Regions from separate parts of the Sus scrofa genome. Here region 1 is linked to region 2. The links are chromatin contacts, called in public promoter capture Hi-C maps. All regions are on one chromosome and are shown on one strand. Each heading gives the region's core, a stretch centred on a gene start, on an enhancer-like site or on the middle of the called end of the contact. The rest is flanking DNA. Distances are from core to core; before and after follow the strand shown.

Evidence for each region. Promoter capture Hi-C pulls out the DNA fragments that hold promoters and counts their contacts.
Region 1: a contact with region 2 is called in a promoter capture Hi-C map of liver, with 3 times the contacts expected there. The contact joins the promoter of LOC100517166 here to the promoter of LOC110255306 in region 2. A contact is called at or near these places in 1 of 5 promoter capture datasets (liver) and 1 of 2 datasets of contacts at active chromatin or transcription factors (alveolar macrophages).

Annotation. Positions count from the first base shown.
Region 1 is chr7:7,460,283-7,463,950 of Sscrofa11.1, reverse strand. LOC100517166 (transmembrane protein 14C) reads right to left here and starts at 1,764. Exons shown (of 7, transcript XM_021100171.1): 1 at 1,624-1,764; 2 at 440-509; 3 at 43-119. The coding sequence starts at 462.
Region 2 is chr7:7,326,135-7,329,296 of Sscrofa11.1, reverse strand. It overlaps LOC110255306 (N-acetyllactosaminide beta-1,6-N-acetylglucosaminyl-transferase-like), which reads right to left and starts at 1,650. Exons shown (of 1, transcript XM_021100001.1): 1 at 1-1,650. The coding sequence starts at 458. It also overlaps the pseudogene LOC110261698.

The DNA.
Region 1 (3,668 bases), core at 515-3,014, 130 kb before region 2:
CAGAAACAAGATTTTAGGAGGTTAAATAACCACAGACCATACCTGCTTTTGCATAGCCAATGATCCCACCGGAAGCAACCAGTGCTGCATAACCAAAGCCAATCCAATGTAAAGGCACTCTGAAAACGGAACAGTAAGCAATCAGTGCCAATCAAGTTAAAACAAACAAAAAAACCCACATAACCACAGAATGGGATCACAAGGTCAGCATTCCAGAACAATCCTATCACTGTACAAATGCATATAAATCCCAGAGGTTAGAAGACCTGCCCAGAGTTAGTGGCAGAGCTGGGCTCGAACCCAGGTTCTAGGTACATGTCTGTCTTCCCAGACCCCAGGCTGCCCGGCAGCCTCAGCTCAGCATCCTTTTCAGAGGAGGGAAGAAACTCTGGCTTTGAGACGCTCTAGACGATTCCACCCCCCTTCACTGTGCACTTACAGTGGGCCGGAATCCTTCTGCATTGTTCTCTTCCACTCCGTACAGACAGAAGATTAGATCAGGCCTGCACCTGCCGAGGAGGGGCTGGATCAGCGGTGGTTAAAACCCAGCTCTTTCTGGCAGTCAGAAAGCAGTGGGTCCAACTTCAGCTCTGGTCCTTGGGAGCTAAGAACTAATGGGTGAGCTACCCAGCCTCTCAATGCCTCCTTCCCTCACCTACCAAGAGGGTAACAACGGTACACATTTCCTAGGGCTACTGCGGGCATCGAACGGGATAATATGGAAAAGTGCTTTGCACATAATAATTGCTGAACAGATACCAACCATTCTAGTAATAACCTCAATTCTAATGACACGCCCACAGGAAATTGCACTGACCAGTTCTGCACCATTAATGAACTAACCTTCTCTTTATTTAACCAAGTTACAACTAAATCAGAAAATAAATGCCTCCTGTGGGCTTAATTCAAGGATTTTAATTGCCCCTTCTGGGCGGAAGAGGCCCCTGCCCAAAGAATTGAATTATTTCAATACTCAACATTTTAAAAACTTTCAAATTGACAGAACACTGTAAACCAGCTATGATGGAAACAATAAAAATAAAAATCATTTTAAAATTCAAAAATATAAAACTTTCAGATAGTTATTTAATTTTACAGCACTCATAGTTTACTGATAGAGCAGGAGCGAGGTGGGCGGATAAAATGTGCAAAAGTCCAAGGCATAATTACGTAGAACACCACTCCTGTGGCAAAGCGGGATGTAACTCCTACTTTCTTCAATGCATTTGGTACCCAACGAGGCTAAGCTTGAAAGCCATACATACCACTTGTTTAAACTATTAAGTGTCTATAAAAGGGGGGAGGACTTGCAATCGTACTAGTCATTAATTCGACGTAGCACTGAGTCATCGAGATTGTTAAGGAGATGGACCAATGAGATCTCCAGGAAAAGAATCAGCTCTGCGCTACAACGGTCAACATTTGCCTCAAGGGCTCAGGGTTTCCGCAGGATTCACAACCCACTTTAAGGAAAGCAGAAAATGAGCGACTAGACCAGCAACTACCACGCAGCCTCAAGTCCCTGCCTGGATCCTGGGGATGAAGGGCAGAGGCAGCCAAGGCCCTCGCGTAATTTCTCAAGGTCAAAACAGGTGTCAAATGTTAATAATTCCGAACACGAACCTACTTCCCGAAGGTCTGCACCGGAGGACGAGAACGCAGAACCGTGAGTCCCCGACCTGCGGTCCTGCAGGAAATATCGCGGCGCGTCCTCTACGTCTCAGGGGCGGGGCCAGGGGGAGGAGTCGCCGAGCGCACCCAGCGTCTCGGGGGCGGGGCGAGGCGTGGGGCGGGGCTAGAGGTCCGGAGCCGCGGCGGGATCCAGCGTCGGCGGGGCGGGGCGGGGCGGGGCGGGGCGGGGCGGGGCGGGGGGGGGGGCGGGGCGGGGCGGGGCTAGAGGTCCGGAGCGTCGGCGGGGCGGGGCGGCGGGGCGGGGCGGGGCGGGGCGGGGCGGGGCGGGGCGGGGCGGGGCTTACAGTGGGCACGTATTGTGCGTCTTAGGGGCGGAGAGTGGCAGAGCAGATCCAGTGTCCCCCGGCAGAGGGCCCGGTCATGCCCGTTCAAAGCCGGAAACCCAGAGTTGGAGTCTGGTCTTGCGAGAGGCCTTGCGAACTGGGCCAGGCTCCCGGTGGGGGTTGCCACTGTGGAAGAAGGGCATCGGAGGCTGGTTTCTGAAGGACTGCATTAACGGAGGACCTTTACCAGAGGTGTAAAACCAGATGCAGGAGGCCATCAGAAAGGAATGTCACTCTAGCCGGATTAAGTTGTTTGCCATTATGGGAAGACACCTCCTATAGAAGATACGGTGGCCACAGGCTAAACACTGTGGCTCACTTCAGTGTTTGATTTAGGGAATCCATCTACTTGAAAAACATCTTAAAGGAGTTCCCTTTGTGGCTTAGCGGGTTAAGAACCCCACGAGTATCCATGAGGATTCAGGTTCCATCCTGCTGGCACAGCTCAGTGGGTTAAGGATCCAGCGTGGCTGTGGTGCGGGCTGGCAGCTGCAGCTTGGATTTGACCCCTAGCCTGGGAATTTCCACATGCAAGCAGGCGTAGCCCTAAAAAGAGAAAACAGTTTCGGTTGTGGCTCAGTGGAAACAAATCTGACTAGTAACCATGAAGTTGTAGGTTCAATCCCTGACCTCGCTCAGTGGGTTAAGGATCTTGAGTTGCCGTGAGCTGGGGTGTAGGTTGCAGAAGCAGCTCAGATCCTGTGACTGTGGCATAGGCCAGAGGCTACAGCTCTGATTCCACCCCTAGCCTGGGAACCTCCACATGCCACGGTTGCAGCCCCGAAAAGCTAAAAAAAAAAAAAAAAAAAAAAAAAGAAAAAGAAAAAGAAAGAAAAAAGAAAAAATACATCTCAAAAGGGAACAGTGAATGAGTTAAGTTTGCAAATGATAGGGACAGAGTAAAGGGACAAAGTACGTGATTAAATAGTTAATCTCACTAGGGAATTGTAAGTAGAGAAAAAGTATGGGAGACCCTGGAAGTTAATCATCACTCAAGCAAGCAGGCTTGCTGAGCAACAAATCCACACAACAGAAATGTGAGCTGTGCCCCCAAACAAGAAAACAATGGTGGAATGAGACCCACTTCCTGCCCAGCGAAGTTAGTAAGTTAATGATTCCTAGGACATGCTTCTCTGCACACACTAAATGCAAAAACATAGGAAAAGATGACATTACACTGAAACTTGAAATGATTTACCACATTTAATGTTACCAACCTTTTTGCTCACCCCCACTGTGTGATGACAGTCCAATTTGACCATGTAGGGACAAAAAAGCTCTCCTGCCCAACATAGAGAAGGAGCTGATGATGGAAGTTTGACATCTACTCAAGAATGAGAAAGAAAATTGTCTTCTCCTCTCCCCACTTTTCCTTTGATTATAAAACTGTGACCCACTAAGTTCTTGGGGCACCATACTCCCTTGCCTGCCTGCTTGTATTTCTCACAAGTGTCCTAGACTAATAAGCTCTTTCCTTACCTGTCACTCTGTCTCTCAGGGAATTCCTTCTGTGCGGAGCCAGAAGAACTTCCACTTTCCTAAGTCCCGAGATGCATTCTGCACAAGTACCTCTGCAATGCCCTCGTGTCCACGCTTCATCTCCACTCCCACTCCAGACCTGCTGCTCTTCCCAGCGTTTCCCCCACCACCATT
Region 2 (3,162 bases), core at 401-2,900:
GAAGCCAGGAAGGCATTCGGGAAGCAGCTCAGGAGGTGCTCCACTGCATCTTTGAATTCAGTGGTGGCTTTCGCATCCACGTGGACACAGTAGACATTTTGGGGCATATAAACCGCCCTGAAGAGCCTCTCAAAGGTGCCAAAGTCTTTGTGGATGGTCATCACATACGCCAAAGGGAAGCCGGCCTCTTCTTCCGAGAGTGTTTCTGTGATGTAGTGACTTTGAGCCATGTACTTGTAACAGGTCGTTTCATGGAGGGTCATTTTCAGGGCATTCTCTGTTGTGTAAAAAACCTTCCCCTTAAAAATCTGCTGACAGGCTTCTGCCAACAGTGATGCATTGGCCAAGGATGCTCGAAAGACATTTTTTCTCGGCCACAACTTGTTATTGTAAATGAATACGCAAATCAGGACGGTGACAAGAGATACACAAAAAAGACCGTGCTTCCAAGAGCCCATCCTTCCAAACCAGGAAATGAGTAAACAAACCCTCTGGAGATCCGCTCAGCCCGTGGATATATTTAACTTACATTTTCTCCAGCATCCACGGCCGTGGTCTTGGCAGATGCCCTTCTGATCGGCTGCTCCGTGACTTCCAGGGGACCGTGGCCGTCCTCCTTCTGTCTTCCTTCCTTCTTCATTGGCCGCCGAGTTGCATTTCCACTTTGCTTTGACACCACGTTTCTGAAGCCACTCTTCTGGATTTGCTTTGCTCCGTCCCGCCTCTAACCTGCCACCTGTTTCTACACAAAAACACGTTGCCTCCGGGAGCTTCTGACTCCAACAGGTCTGCTGTTCCCCTCAGGAAAATCGCCAAGGGGTGAAGCCACCATTCTGCAAGTCACTGCTCTGAGACTTTAACCCCAGCCTCTTCTCCTGCCCAGAAGAGTGGCCCCTGTGTCAGCTCTCCAACTTCCTATTAATCATTGCGTTCAACCGACTGCGTTTGTTTGCTTAAACGGCGCTGCCAAGTTAAAAGCGTCAGTTCTAAGCATGTGAACATTGCCTGGAGAGAGAGTCTGTCAATAAATATTTAGTGCTTAAAAATTAATCGCTTAACCTTGTCTTTTTCCACACACGCCCCTCCCCTCCACCCCGGGTTGGCCGCCTGTGCTATAAAGCGCAGCATATGACTGGCTGTTGAGCCAGATTCTTTCCAGCACTTAATCTTTCTCTGCTATAAGTGAAGGTCCTTAGAAAGGCACGTTAGCAAGCCCACCTCACCATCTAACTTACTACATCATTATGAATAAAGGCTAATTAAAAAAAAAGCCACCCCCCCAAAAAAAACCCCAAACCCTAAAAGCCCATTAGCACCCACATAGAGGCTAAGGCTGAAGTTAGTGACTGTCCACTTTATTTCACTCAAGCCCAGGTAGGATGTCGGGGGACCAGCCTGGTGCCTGGAGAGTGAGGAGAGCGAGCCATCTCAATTCGGGATGTTCTAGAATTTAGGGAGAGAGGCTCTTAGGTGCGGATGTATAAATCCTTCCAAAGCAGTTTCTCTATCTGTAATAAATGAGAATAATCCTACCATCTTCATAGGTTGAGAATAAAATGAGAAAAGCTATCAAGAGTACATGGCCGGTTTGTAGCAACGTGGAGGGACCTAGAGATGATCCTACGAAGGGAAGTAAGTCAGACAGAGAAAGAGAAAGATTGTGTGCTATCATTTACATATGGAATCAAACATATGATCTACGAAACGGAAACAGACTCACAGAGCGAACAGACTTGTGGTTGCCAAAGGAGGGGGTTGGGGGAGGGATGGACTGGGAGTCTGAGTAGCAGGTGCAAAGTATATCTATTGAGTAGCAGGTGCAAAGTATTACATATATTGAGTAGCAGGTGCAAAGTATTATATACATTGAGCAGCAGGTGCAAACTATGATATATAGGATGGACAAACGAGAAAGTTCTACTGCACAGCACAGGGAGCCATAGTCAATATTCTGCGAAAAAAACATAATGGAAAAGAATATGAAAGCGAATGCACAGGTATGTATCGCTGCATCACTTTGCTATACACCTGCCACATTATACATCAGCTATACTTCAACTTAAAAAAAAAAGTCCATCTCCTGCCCAGCAATGAATGGGGCTGTGAGAGAAGGGTAAACAAAAGCCCCTCCCCCACAACTCTCCCGTAGGGGGGACAAAACACAATTACCACTTCTTTGCCACCTTCTTATTCTTCCTTTCTCCTCCCTCTTTGAGGCCATGCCCTGGTTAGATTGCACGCCTACAATAACACTGATCAGCTTTGTTTTACTTGGTATTATTTACACAGAGGTGACCGGCAAACTGTGCGGACACATGGGGGGCGGTTACTGCTGGGCTCACACGTGGCTCATCTCTTTCCAGCTCTCACCACTTGTCTGCACATACTAGGCAATCAAATACTTATTGACAGAGTGTAGAGAGATAGTTTGCTTTTCTCTGTTCCCTGATTACATTGGTGGGAGAGTCCTATATTTGTGACGTACATTTTGTGATGTGTGGTCATCTGTATTTGCATCTGTGGACGTGGGGACATTCAAAGTACCTATTTTATTCCAATACGTCTTAATTATAAAGGAACAACATATTACAGATAGTTTGCAAATGTTTTCACGTCCTGTACTCTCATTTCCCTCTCGGCCATAGCCATACACGATTTGATTTTACCAGGAACAGGAGAGATGCACATGTGCATCCTGCATTTTGCACCTACGGTCAGGGCATAACGTTTCCCATCCTGCTTTCATTGGACATTGTCTTCACAACCATTACCTTAGAACCCAAGACTGGAGCTGTTATTTGTTGCAGTTGTTTTCCCACCCCACGTGGAGGCTAATGCATTTACCGACGAGATGGTTGCCAACTCTCGTTTTGTACTTTTCAGGAGCAAACGAAATGCTGAGAAAGGACCCAGTGAGGAGTTCCCATTATGGCGCCGCAGAAATGAATCCAACTAGTATCCATGAGGATGCAGGTTTGATTCCTGGCCTCGCTCAGTGGGTTGGAGATCCAGTGTTGCCGTGAGCTGTGGTCTAGGTTGCAGATGAGGCTTGGATCCAGAGTTGCCATGGGTGTGGTGTAGGCCGGCAGCTGCAGTTTCGATTCGACCCCTAGCCTGAAGACTTCCATATGCCTCAGGTGCAGCCCTAAAAAGCAAACAAAA